Regions from separate parts of the Mus musculus genome. Here regions 1 and 2 are each linked to region 3. A link is a contact called in public Hi-C and HiChIP or PLAC-seq data. All regions are on one chromosome and are shown on one strand. Each heading gives the region's core, a stretch centred on a gene start, on an enhancer-like site or on the middle of the called end of the contact. The rest is flanking DNA. Distances are from core to core; before and after follow the strand shown. Region 1 overlaps Plekhm3 (pleckstrin homology domain containing, family M, member 3). Region 2 has its middle 19 kb from the start of Fzd5. Region 3 overlaps Plekhm3 (pleckstrin homology domain containing, family M, member 3).

The links. Hi-C and Micro-C count contacts between places; a contact is called where the count stands out from the background. HiChIP or PLAC-seq counts read pairs in DNA pulled down with a chosen protein or histone mark.
Region 1: an H3K4me3 HiChIP or PLAC-seq map of bone marrow-derived macrophages shows a contact between it and region 3, with 2.3 times the contacts expected there. The contact joins two enhancer-like sites. A contact is called at or near these places in 1 of 15 datasets of contacts at CTCF or cohesin (the NIH/3T3 cell line), 7 of 484 Hi-C or Micro-C datasets (the N1E-115 cell line, bone marrow-derived macrophages, cerebellar granule neurons and 4 more), 4 of 115 datasets of contacts at active chromatin or transcription factors (the NIH/3T3 cell line, bone marrow-derived macrophages, embryonic stem cells and 1 more) and 4 of 9 other capture datasets (adipose tissue, embryonic stem cells, liver and 1 more).
Region 2: a contact with region 3 is called in a Hi-C map of ventricular fibroblasts, with 2.2 times the contacts expected there. The contact joins two enhancer-like sites. A contact is called at or near these places in 4 of 39 promoter capture datasets (the 3T3-L1 cell line, HPC-7-derived erythroid cells and liver), 3 of 484 Hi-C or Micro-C datasets (ECoMG-derived neutrophils, the N1E-115 cell line and ventricular fibroblasts), 1 of 115 datasets of contacts at active chromatin or transcription factors (embryonic stem cells) and 2 of 9 other capture datasets (adipose tissue and liver).

Annotation. Positions count from the first base shown.
Region 1 is chr1:64,922,931-64,927,204 of GRCm38.p6, forward strand. The region is part of intron 2 of Plekhm3 (pleckstrin homology domain containing, family M, member 3); the gene reads right to left. Among named protein-coding and RNA genes, the nearest start is that of Gm51627, 32 kb to the right of the region's middle. Within about 2 kb of position 2,916, at least 74 of the 459 cell types and tissues checked have an H3K27ac peak or open chromatin away from gene starts, as enhancers often do. A contact at or near this core is called in bone marrow-derived macrophages, where this site is marked.
Region 2 is chr1:64,754,284-64,758,724 of GRCm38.p6, forward strand. No RefSeq gene overlaps it. Among named protein-coding and RNA genes, the nearest start is that of Fzd5, 19 kb to the left of the region's middle. Within about 2 kb of position 2,433, at least 74 of the 459 cell types and tissues checked have an H3K27ac peak or open chromatin away from gene starts, as enhancers often do.
Region 3 is chr1:64,824,110-64,828,332 of GRCm38.p6, forward strand. All of the region lies in intron 6 of Plekhm3 (pleckstrin homology domain containing, family M, member 3), which reads right to left. Among named protein-coding and RNA genes, the nearest start is that of Gm51628, 61 kb to the right of the region's middle. Within about 2 kb of position 2,547, at least 32 of the 459 cell types and tissues checked have an H3K27ac peak or open chromatin away from gene starts, as enhancers often do. A contact at or near this core is called in bone marrow-derived macrophages, where this site is marked.

The sequences.
Region 1 (4,274 bases), core at 1,666-4,165, 99 kb after region 3:
GCTGTTTAGAAACTCCTGTTCCTCAGGCAAGTTCATCAGCCCTAAAGACAGCAGCGGGCCCTTCTGTGCAGCACCATCTCTACCCTTGGCTCAGCTGCATCACCTCCGAGGTCTCTCCTCAGGCGGCAGTTTTCTCTCGAGTCCACGGTGCTTGTGCTGTGCCCTCGGCTTATGAGGTTCTGTGCCACTGCTTCAGTAAGCGACTACACACTTACCTTTCCTCCCACTCCTCTCGCCTTCCCTCATCTTATCGGTAGGCACACGGCCCTGGTCAGTATCAGGCAGCCCTACAATAATATTCCTCTACCACAGGCTTTTATCAGACTAGGTTATCTAAGCTATTTAATGGTCAAGCAAACGGTATTTTAAAGTTTGTTTTTTCAAGCCTGTCTTCACTAACGGAGTAAGATCTCAATTCCTTTCTACAGTACAGCACACAGGACAACACCTTATCACTACAAAAACAGGTCCTTAGTAAATATAATATTGTTAGGTAGGTATAGGTATACTTGTAATGTCAGCACTGGAAAAACTGAGGCAGGAGGATCACAGAGCTCATGAGTTCAAGGACAGCCTGCTACACACTGAGAACCATTCTAGCCTATACTACGAAGCAAGTATTTGTCTTAAATAAATAAAAAATGAAAACTAAAAAAGAGTACTTGTTAAATTAGAATAGAGCTTCTAGCACAACACCTAGCCCACAAGGGGCGTAATTCCCGTCCCACCTCTGTTCTCCCTTTCCTCGCTTGCAGTTATCCAGTCACAACACCTTTAGTCTGTGGTAACCCTCACTGAATGCCATGCAGAGCTTTAATAAAAGGGACTATCAGTATAGAGACTTCCTGGGAATTTACTTCTTGAGACAGGCTCTCTTTTGGTAGCCAAGGCTAGCCTCAAACTAAGATCTTTCTGCCCCAGCTTCCTGGATGCAGAGACTGTAAGTACAGGCTGGCATACCTTGTCTCCTGAGACTTTGGTCTGCCACGAAAGAATATCCACGGGAGAGAATGGTTTAAAAAAAGGTGACCTGGTAAAATTTTTTTGTCTTAGCTACTTCTTTTTTTGTTTGTTTGTTTGTTTGTTTTTCGAGACAGGCTTTCTCTGTGTAGCCCTGGCTGTCCTGGAACTCACTTTGTAGACCAGGCTGGCCTTGAACTCAGAAATCCACCTGCCTCTGCCTCCTGAGTGCTGGGATCAAAGGCGTGCGCCACCATGCCCGGCGTCTAAGCTACTTCTTAATCTCTCTGCTGACATCTTCTACAGACAGCCACAACCTGACTCATTCCCTGAAGATAGATCACACTTGCAAAGGGGAAAAGGAGAGAAGTAAGGAGGGAGGGAAGAGCAGAAGGAAGGATGGACGGATGGACAGACAGACGGACTAGCTAGTTCTCATCTTAAAATACCAAACCATCAGAGGAAAGGAGAGACAAGAGGTGGCGAACAGTCTGTTTCCGCTGCTTTATGTCTCTGGTCCTAACGTTAATTCATTACTGTTTCTGTGGCAACTAAAAAGCCGTTAATTTTTCACAGCCCACGCTAGCCCCTTTGTAGAAAGAGATAATGGGTGCCTACTCTCAGACATCTCTCTGCTGACAGCGCAGGAGGCAGGCAGGGCTGAGTGGCACTGCTGCCCCCTCTGCCCTCTCATTTCCATCAGGCCGCCTTCTTACAGTCAGACCTCGGCTTGTGCCCTGCTCAGCCCTCCTGTGACCCAGCAGCTCAGCTTTGAGTTCCCGAGCGAAGCAGAACCCAGCTCTCCTGCTTTTAGACAGAAATTACCACCTCCCTTTCTTACTCTCCTGAGAGCCTTTTACTGCAGCTGCTGGCCCAGCAGCACAGCAGACCATGCTCACCCCTTTCCGAGGTCTACACTCAGATGTAGATGACAGGTCAGACGGAAGGAACAAGAACTTTCCCTAGGATATCTCCAGGGTAGAAAGCTAGAGTGTGCTCCGACACTGTCTGCTCCAGGATTGAGCCTGCACGGAGTGGATGCAGGAGTATTGCTGTGTCTGAGACCAGCCTAGGCTGCCATGAAAAACCCTGTCTCCATACAACTAATAAACAAGTCAGGAAAGCAGGAAAGGCCAGCAAGCTTCTCAGGAGTTACCCCTTTCTCAGACCAGCACTGCTCATGTCCTCTTTTCTTACATCTGTGCTTGAAGGATTAGCCATCTGTAACTATAGGGCTGGAGAACTACCATGTCTCTCTGATTCCCAGCAACTAGTACTTTCTATGGGATCTGAAGTTTACTTTAAATATTTTTTGCTACTGACAAATGAGAAGATATAGATGTGTATGTGCATATATACACATGCATACATATAAACATGTATATATACATATATACACATACATATATGTGTGTGTATATATATATACACACACAAACACAGATATGTAAACTCATTATTTTGCCATAGTTGGAGTTTTCCCTAGATCTTAGCATTTTAACTCATTAAATTTATACATATATTTTAAAGTGCTCAAAATTTCAATCTTAATGAATATAAGTGATTCAGATAGATAAATAATAAGATTTATACCATTTCCCCCAAAATGCAGAAACATCTTTTTTTTTCTTTTTCTTTTCTTTTCTTTTTTTTTTTTTTTTTTTGGTTTTTTCAGACAGGGTTTCTCTTTATAGTCCTGGCTGTCCTGGAATTCACTTTGTAGACCAGGCTGGCCTTGAACTAACTCAGAAATCCGCCTGCCTCTGCCTCCCAAGTGCTGGCAGAAACATCTTTAAAAAAAAAAACCCACAACAACTTTCATAATGAAGCAACCACAGAAATTCTTCATAAAACTAAGAAGCAGGCAAGCGTATCCACCACCTATACTCCCTGCTGCCCAGCATCTCTGCTGGCTGTCAGAACTGGCTCACTTCCTCTTTAATGAAGGTCCCTTTCCGCTTCTCCTGGTCCTCCCCAGAGCAGTGGTATCAGAACCATGACTGCAGCTAACTAAAGAGGAAGAGAGAACTTTCCTGCCTGCACCTGACTTACTTCTGCATGCCCCACCCACCAGACACCTCACCCACCAGAGTTCCTCTTTATCATTATTTCCTCATCAATTCTCCAAAACAGTTCCATCCTAAGACATCCATCTTCATCAAGAGCCAGGCTGCCTCCTTCCTGGCTATCCCATAGCTTTCTGGGTCTCTCTTAGCCCTTTCCATATTCCTTGTCAGGTTAAACCTATTCACACATTCTAAAAGTCATACTTAGTCTGAGCTCCCAAGCTTAACCACCAATATTCCATTATGGAGATTTTCAAACACCATTAAAGACATGTAGAAAGTGAAGATATTCATTTAGCTTCAAAAAGCACTTGTGTAGGGAGATGGCTCAGTAGGTAAATACAAATGAGGGCCTGAGTTTGGATCCCAAGCACTCAAGCAAAAAGCCAGGCAGGGGTGCAAATCTGTAACCCCTGCACTTAGGGGCTGGTGAGAGGAAGGTCCCAGGAGCTTGCAGGCTAGCCAATCTAGCCAAAACTGTGAGCTCCAAATTCAGTGAGAAGCCTGTCTCAAAAAACAAGGTGGGGAGAGGCAGAGGAAGGCACATGATGCTGTTGGTCTCTGGTCTCCATATATACACAGGAAAGTATATCCAAAAACATGCACACATACATATACATTCAACACACACACACACACACACCATCAAGTTTCTACTATATTTGTTTTGTCACCTCTACTTCTTTAACTCTTGATTTTTATTTCATTATTTTCCTAGAATGTCTGAAGTAAATTAAAGGCATTATACCATTTCAACTATAGATGTATCTCTATTTAAATGATCAGAATTTTTTTTTGAGACAGGGTTTGTCTATGTAACCTTGACTGTAGACCAGGCTAGCCTTGAACTCAGAGTTCTACCTGCCTCTGCCTCCCAAGTGCTGGAATTAAAGGCCTGTGCCACCACCACCAGATGACAAAAATGGGAACTTTCAAATTCATGTTATTTTCACAATCGCACATTAATAACCCATGTTCTGAGGGTATTGTCTGTCCTGATATGTCTGTAAGGTCTCTCACCCTTTCTCATACTCGATCTAACCCCCCCACACACACTTTCCAGTGCTTTATGTACTACCCACCCTTCTCTACCCTACCTCCATTTTCACCTCCTTAGTGAGACTACACCTTACACTCAAATTAGAGAACTGTTCTCAACTCTCCTCTATCACATCACCTTCCTGTATTTCCTGCTAAGAATTCTCTCCTCCAAGGACAGTCATCCTGATGTCTTTTCTCCCATATACC
Region 2 (4,441 bases), core at 1,183-3,682, 70 kb before region 3:
AAGAGACACAGACCACTCCTTTGCACCCCCAGGAATCCCATAAAAACACTAAACTGGAAGAGACGTACACACCAGAGGTTCTCAACCTATGGGCCGTGACCCCTTTGGGGCTCAAATGACCCTTTCACAGGGGTTGCCTAAGACCATTGGAAAACACACACGTTTACATTATGATTCATAACAGTAGCAAAATTACAGTTATGAAGTAGCAACAAAAACAAATGTATGGCTAGGGTCACCACAAGGAAGTGTATTAGAGGGAGACAGCATTAGGAGCTTTTAGAAGCACTGATAGACACTCAGAGGACCTGGTGCCGACCTGTGCAGGGCCCGTGCTTGCTGCCCTTTGAGGCTCCTTTTAACTCGGCAGCTTTCTAAAGCAATGCCTTGTTTATGCACCTTTGATAATGTGGAAGGGAGATCTCTGCCAAGCTAAGTGTTGAGCCCTAGGTAACAGGAAGAATTCTGTGAGGTGACCCAAATGGTTAGCTGTGAGTGACAGCGTCAGATCCTGAGCCCAGATTCCTATGCTTAGCCTACCCTCAATGTGCCTCCCGGTCACCTTTGGAACTTGGACCTGCTAAACAAACCTCAGGCCCGTCCTTCTGTCTCTGGTCCTGGGCTATCCCTGTGAGGCCAGAGGCTAGCTCTGAGACCTAAGCTGGGGCCTCTGGGCTGAGGAAGAGGAGTTGCAGCTCCGCCAGCTCAGCTGCAAGTGCAAATACCTGAGCAGTTTCACAAAACAGTGTTGCCAGCCAGGTTCCCACCCCGAAAGATTTAGATTTAATTGGTCTTCGGTGCAACTTCAACCAAAGGATTTGTGTCTGTTTTTTTTTTTTTTTTTTTTTTTTTTTTTTTTTATGGAAGTATATTATACATGTAGAAACGTGCATAAATCCTAAGTATGCATCTCGATGAAGTTTTACAGACGGAAGGTAGCTGTGTAACCACTATCCAACTCAACAATCAGGACTTTACTAGCAACCATGGAAGCAGAAATCAGGTTTGCCTCAGTTACTTGGGTGCTGTGTATGTATGCACACACACACACACACACACACACACACACACACACACACACACACGCACACACGTGCACACACACACCCAGTTCTAATAACATTAGCACGTGGGCATCAGGACTTTTTTTTTTAAGTCCCCTCAATTCTGTTTTGTTTCATTGAGGCAGGAATTCACCTTTAAATAAGTTAACTTGGAATTCACTATGTAGCCCAGGCTGGCCTCAAATTTGAATTTGCAATTCTTCTGCCTCAGCCTCTGGAGTACTAGGATTACAGGGCTGTGACACCATCTCTGTGTTAAATCCCCCAATTCTAACGTGCGTCTAAAACTGAGAGCCATTGTTATATGCTGGCTCAAGGTAAGGCTATGTAGGATGAACCCAGCCAAATGTACAAACAGAAGTCAACCAAAACAAAATGACTAAGGAGAAACCCAAGCTATACTTAAACCCCAACCCAGGGTGCTATTTCTCCTCTTACAGGCAGAAATCTTACTTCCTATCAGCAAGTCAACAGGATGGAAAAGGTGGTTGTTTTAAGCACGATCCTTCCTTTATAAACAGCTTTTCTTCTTCTCACCTCTTAAAGAAAAAACAAAAAACAAAATACAAAAAAAAACACCCAAACCTGCCGTGTGCTGCCGAAGTGACGTTTGCAGACTGCAGCAGAGCTCTGAGACCCTTTTATGCACCAAGCCCCCCACTAAATCCTCAGTGCATTATCTCCCTCATCCCCACAACCCCCAGTAATAACAGCCTCTCCCATTTTCCCCACGTGACAGATGAGGAAACCCCTGTATGAAGAGATTAAGTAACCTGCTGGAGGGCAAGTCGTGAGTAGCTGGCAGTGCTTAACTTGCAAGGATCCGGCCTGCTCTAACTCCATTGTGGTTTTATGTGCCGGTGCCAACTTGCCTCTGCTGTTACATAGTTGGACAAAGATAATGCCACGTGGATTTCATTCCTTCAGAGTCCAGGGCAATGGGCTGGGATACTGTGTCCAGAAAAAAAAAAAAAAAACACAGGATTACCTCTGGATACTGGAATGGACTTAGGGTCTTATCCCATTATTTTACTGAAAGGAAATGGGACCAAGAAGACAGCAAGAAGAACTGGGCGAGAGGAGCTCCTCAACACCCCCTCTTTCCAGTGGGGTTAGTCATCACTGGGCAGCTAGGGCTCTCCTGTCTTCCTTTCACACTAATGTGGGCTTGTGGCCTTCATTAGTTTGCTTTGGTGGCCAGTTGTCATTATCTAACAATTTGCAGCATTTCAAGAAGGACACATTACTGTTTGTATCACCATAAAAGCAGCCTTCTTCCCTCAGCTCGCAAGCCAGCTCAGGTAGAAAGCTGAGAGTCACAGAGGTGCATTAGAGACGCTTCTCTTCTCTCTGGTTTCCTGAGTTTGTTTGGTGTGTTTGGATTCCGTGTCGTGTGCGATCAGCCTTCCAGCATGTTTGTTCTGGCAGCAGAAGTGGTAGGGTGTGTGAAAGAAATCTCCCTGCAAAGTTTTCATTGAAAACTTAATGTCATTTGCCAAAGTCTTCTGTCTTGAGCACTTCCGAAAATGTCAGGCTGTGGCTTTCCTGTGTTTCCTGTGAGATTTTTGTATGTATGCCTTTTATTTATTTTCTCATTCGGCAGTGCTGAAGATTGAGCCCAGGGACTCTTACGTGCTGCGACTTCGGCCTCCCTTAAGCTATTTTCGTTTTTCTTCTGGTTTTGCTCTCTCACAGGCCAAATTTACCCATTCTTCTGTTAGCCAGGCCCCCTTGCCCTGCTTTGTTGGTTCTGCCTTAGTCTTTTGGTTTAGAGCTGCCCTGAGCTGGGGTATCTGGTCTATTGCTCTCTAATGTCTTCTTCTTCTTCTCCTTCTCCTTCTCCTTCTCCTTCTCCTTCTCCTTCTCCTTCTCCTTCTCCTTCTCCTTCTCCTTCTCCTTCTCCTTCTCCTTCTCCTTCTCCTTCTCCTTCTCCTCCTCCTCCTTCTTCTTCTTCTTTTTTTTTTAATTACACCCTCAATTACTCTTCTCTCACTAGAGCAGTGGCTAACACTCTAAGAAGCTGTTAGGGTGGGGGTAGCTGGGGAGGGAGCCAGAGCCAGGAGGCGTGAGCCAGTGCTGGCTTGCCAGCCTTCTCTGTTTACCCTAGGAGGCAGGCCAAAGTGTAGCCTTTGTGCTGAAGTCACTGGCGAGGGTAGCCACTTCTCTGCCTGGTCTGGTTTGTCCTGCATGCTTAGAACCCTAAACAGAGAGAACACCAGGCTTTGAAAGGCCTGTATCTCAAGGGATGGGCACAAAAAGTAGCTGATACCAAGAAGGCTTGCTGCCTGGAGGCTGCAGCAGAGTGCACCAGTACCTGCATTTTTCATTCCTCTTTATGTCAGTAAGCCCATAGAAGGTGTCACACTTTCAACAAGAGTCGAGAATACTCCTCACCCATTAGCTCTCATGGCAACACCTGCTTTGGCCAGTAGGATTTTAACAGACATGCTACAAGTACAGGCTAGAAAACATGCTATGATTGGCTTTCTTCCGTGTATCTATCTCTGTTCTTTCCATGAGATGAATGTGTCATGTCCAGAAGAAACCAAGGTTCCAGGAAGGGATGAGAGATGTGTGAAGGCAAAGCTTCCCCAAGGAAACTGCAGAAGCCCCACCCAGCCTAGAGCAAAGCTGACCCAGAGAGGCATGAGCAGAACGAGCCAAGAGCAATAGGTCTGCCTGGCCAGACTTCGTCACTTGCAGATGCAGGAACGGAGGAGGAGGGGATGGTGGTTTTAAACACTTGAGTTTTGAGGCTATTTGCTGTTCAGCAATAATGATGGTTTCATATCTTCAGAGCTGCTGTCGTTGCCTACTATGATGATGATGACGACGACAATGACAAAGACAATGATATGAGTAACTTGAAACAAAAACACTTTGCAAATGTCCGTTGTGAGAACTTGGAGAATAGGCCAAATAGTCTCTATATGGGAATGAGCTTAAATCCACTCCCATGCTCAATTTATTCTATAGACTTTTAACTTCCTTGTCTATTATCATAGAATTACAGAACTGGCTTGCAAACTGTGAACATGAGGCATCAGAAAGTTCGTTCCGGGCTTAGATGTTCACTGCAAAAGTTGAGAGAGGGGTGGGAAATGTAGGCAAGAACTCAGAGGGCTATTTTAATCTGGGTATAAAATGTTATACCCAACTAGGGATGGTAGCATGTGCCTTTAATCAAAACACTTGGGAAGCAAGTGAATCTCTAGTTTCAGAGCAGCCTGGTCCACATAAGCATTCCAATCCATGATTTAAAAAAGGAAGTTCCATCCAAATAAACGGCACAGGTGGAGAGAACTGTGAGATAAATGCCTTTGAAGATTTGTCAACCCTGAGAGGAAGACTTTAAGCCCAGATACAAAATGAGCTCT
Region 3 (4,223 bases), core at 1,297-3,796:
TATGGTCTAGTCTAGAGGCTGCACTAAGTATAAAAAGTGTGCTCCATGTGTGCTGTTCTGTATGGTTCCTTTTAAAATATAAGACACGCCTTTCTGTGGATAATGGCTCAAAATCTGCTGCCCATCCACAGCTTCCCTCTACCACCTCAGGGCCACATACCTCTGAATTCCATCTCCTAGTCATCTGGGTGTGGCTTAAGTTGGGACCCAATTCTGAAAGCACTAGGAGGATGGTGCCGCAAATGGGACTAAAGTGTAGTCTATTCCCTCAGTGTTCTGCTGAGAGTGAAGACCAGTACACAGCTTTCAGGACCCCACCCCACCCCAGACAGAATGTGCAAGGCACAGTTAGACAAGGGAGGGTATTCTGTCCAAAAAGTACACAACCTGAGGAAAGTCAGATGGGAGAACTGAGTTCTGCTGTCACCTGAACTAGTGTGCCTCCCTGAGTGACAACAGTCCTCCATAAAGTTCAACACAAAGACGAATGTTCTACCCAGGCTACAGTTTACAGCTGTTTATTGTAACTGGGAGCATGCCATACCTGACTTGTAAAAAGTGTTCTGTTTTGGTTGTTGTTTTGATCTTGCCATGTAACAGGCTAGCTTGGTCTCTCTCTCTCTCTCTCTCTCTCTCTCTCTCTCTCTCTCTCTCTCTCTCTCTCTAAGATTTGTTTATTTATTTTATGTATGTGAGTACACTGTCGCTCTCTTCAGACACACCAAAAGAGGGCATTGGATACTCATTACAGATGGTTGTAAGCCACCAGGTGGTTGCTGGGAATTGAACTCAGAACCTCTGGAAGAGCAAGCAGTCAGTGCTCTTAATTGCTGAGCCATCTCTCTAAGACTAGCCTGGTCTTAAACTCACAATATTCCTGCTTCAGCCTCCTAGTATTACAGTTACTGATGTGAGCACAAAAGCATTTTCTTAATAAAATTGGTCAAAGATAGTTAAAAAGAGGAAATAGATGGCGCAGGTTTGCTTAGATGTATCTTTTCAACGCAGAGCAGTTGGATTCATTAAAGGGTTTCCAGAGAAGCTGAGAGCACACAGCTCCTGTTAAGGATCACACCTCATTGTCTCTAGCTTTGGGAGGCAGTGGCGTACTGTGAGGCTGTTCTGAGCTCAAACGATAGCTAGCTACCTTCCAGCTGGGAGACTGGCAAGTTACTAAGCCCTCTGAGCTCTAGTTTCCTCAACTAAAACTAGCTAATATTTACATATAGGACTGAAGAAAGGATCAGGCTTTGTATGCTGGGCACAGGAAGCACTGTGTCTGATGGTACTTGGTCAGTGACTGCTACCTTCTCTCAATTTAAATAAAATCTTCAGTAATTTAAATTACTTTTCTAACAAATACTTTAGGTCTATAGCAAGGGTATGAAAGAAAGGTATGACAGTCACATGTCAGCTTTCAAAAGGTAACACATTGTTCTTCTGTTCGGATGCAATCAGGAAGAAGGGCAGTAGATGCATCCTCTGCCGCTGATATTGTTCAGGTCCATCAGAGAACAGAGTACGGGTGAACATCTCACTCTGGCCAAGGCTAAAGACTTGGAGAGACACTTGGCATATCTCAAACTTGATTAAATCACATTTTAGTAATAGCCAGCAGTTGTCTCTTACTCCTTTCTAATTTGCAAGTAAGTTAGTCACAGATAAATCTAACTGTAACAACCCACCAAGAGTCGGAAAGACACTTCATCTCCAGCATCAGGTGCATTTACAACCAGACGGCCAACTGGCTCTGTAACAAGGACAGTGGACCTGTGGGATGAGGCTTAGTTATCTTTCCATTTATTTCCTGCAAACTGCATGTCTACGTGAATAATCTCAGGACAAAGCAATTAGCAGGAAACATATGTAGCTCTTCCACCCGCCTCCTTGCCCTCTGTAGTCAACCTCATCCACTTTCTCCACGTACCCAAATTTTCCTTGAGAAAAGGCAGACATCCAAACTACAGTCAAAGTTTATTTCTGTTTTCCATTAGACTTAATTTCTTGTACTGAAAAAGGTACCAATCGACCTGTTTACTTGGGGAGTGCACACTGACTGGGTGTTTAAAGAATAGATGACTCCATCTGGGATTTAAAATTATATCATTTTATTGTGCTGTTGGACAAGAACAAAATGTAATATCAAGCTGACAACTAGACTTCCCTTTTAAAAATTCACTTAAATCATCTCAAATATTCTCATAACTGGAGAGACTGTCAAATCTCACTTTACATGATTCAGTCATCTGAGAAGAATACCAAGTATGCTTAACTCTCTGGGTGCAAACGCAGCCCATAAAAGCTGCCTGGCTGAACTTCCAGTTTGGGATACACACATTTCCCCTCTTCTATTCTGGTCACAATGGTCAGCATTGGAATTTGAGGCCTAAGGCTTTCTGCAGACTAAGACAACAGCCTTTATTTGATTTACTTTCTTGCAGACCAATCAAAAATTACAATTAAGTTAAAAAATAACCCAGTACTGCCTTCTGCAGACCACAGTTTCAGAAACAGCTGCTTATTACTCATGTGTGGCACCAGGAAATTGCAGTGTCATGTTCAAGGTCTGCAGCCAATAGCGATCTGTGGGATTGGAAGAGGGGGCACACACCACTCTTTTATGTTGTTTACCTTCACGGCACCATTATGAAGTTCATGATCTACAGGGATGGGGGATGAAACTAGTAACATAGACCAGGATAAGAGAATGACAAGAAGTCACACAGGAAAAAGGCGCTTTCAATGTATTTTATGCATCTACTAATGTTTTCCTTCTGATTCATCACATGACCCCCCATATTAAAACAAGCATTCCTTGGCCGTTATACAACATCTAGATTCTGGACAACTGCTGGGAATTTTGTGATAAAGAGGTCGTCTGCCCTGGATAAAAATGATTCCACCATAAAAGCCTACTTAGAAGATCCAGTTCATGTTGAGCAGATCCACCAGGAATAGGCAGGCTCAATGAAATCAAGATCCTATCCTGTCATGTGCTGTAACACAGCTTCTCATATAATTCAATTTGCATTTTCTTGGCTACATAACCTATGACAATTGTACTTTGTAGTGCCATTTCTCGGCATTTATAGGCACACAGAGAGGGGTCTAGTGACCTACATCAGCTAAGTTAGTGTCAATGTCTATAGTTCCAACACTGGAGGCTGAGGAGGTAGGCAAGAATGCAGGAGGCCAGCGTGAGCTACAGAGTGAGACCCTGTTTCAAAACAAAACACAAAACACCACCTAGATCCTGCTCAAGCTTAAAAACCTGACCCACAATAGGAGCATTCTGTACTCTCATTCTAAATGCTACTCACAGCTCCTCACGGGCAGAGATGCACACCACCAAAGTGTATAGGGATTGCTACTTCATGAAGTTGGGACAAACCTCTCTTCTCTTTTCTACTTCACTTTTGAGCTCCTCCTTCTGGCTTGGAGCTGGTGGTGTGTCCACGAACAAAACTCTTTTCTCTAACCAGCGCCACCTTCCTTACTCCACCGCGGGACTGCACAACAGGGCTGAGTTGGCTTATCAGTCATTGTACTGAGGGAGGATTATGATACCACCAAAGAGTTCTTATCTGATCCTCTCCTAAGTGTGACAGTTTCTATTAAGACTTTGGAAACTATGTGATAACTTGATGTGGCTTATGTCATTGGGTAGATTTGTGAGTGTTCATAATCATTCCCCTCATTTTGTTTCCTGCTGGAGTCTTAAAGAATAAAAGACAAAGGGATTTTAATCCCATTTTCTCCCATAGTCAAGATAAACCCAGAATAAAAAATTACTAATAATGGGACAGGGTCTATTTCACACAGTTTTCTGTATGTGTCCAAGACTGTCAATCCATACACCCATGAGTATGAACGAAGCTCTTGCAGAATAAGGACAGTTATGCAGCTCCAATACCTAAGCCCTAGAAGGCTAAGTAGTCTCCATATTAGATGTGCAGGAAATAGCTGTAAGTATTTAAACCTAGACAGTTCTAGGAAATTCTCCAGGATGACCAGCAGAATCTGCTCTCTGCTGAGTTACTTATATGTCTGAGGTAGTTTATTGCCTTAAATAGTGAGAAAAAGACCCAAATAATCATTTAAACTCACCTTTCTTATTATTTAATAAACAAAAAATTATGACCCAAAGAGGGAAACAATCACTCAGCTTCCCAGTGTCAGTCCTGTCTTCCTCTCTTCAGTGTGCTTCACAACTGGGAAGGGGT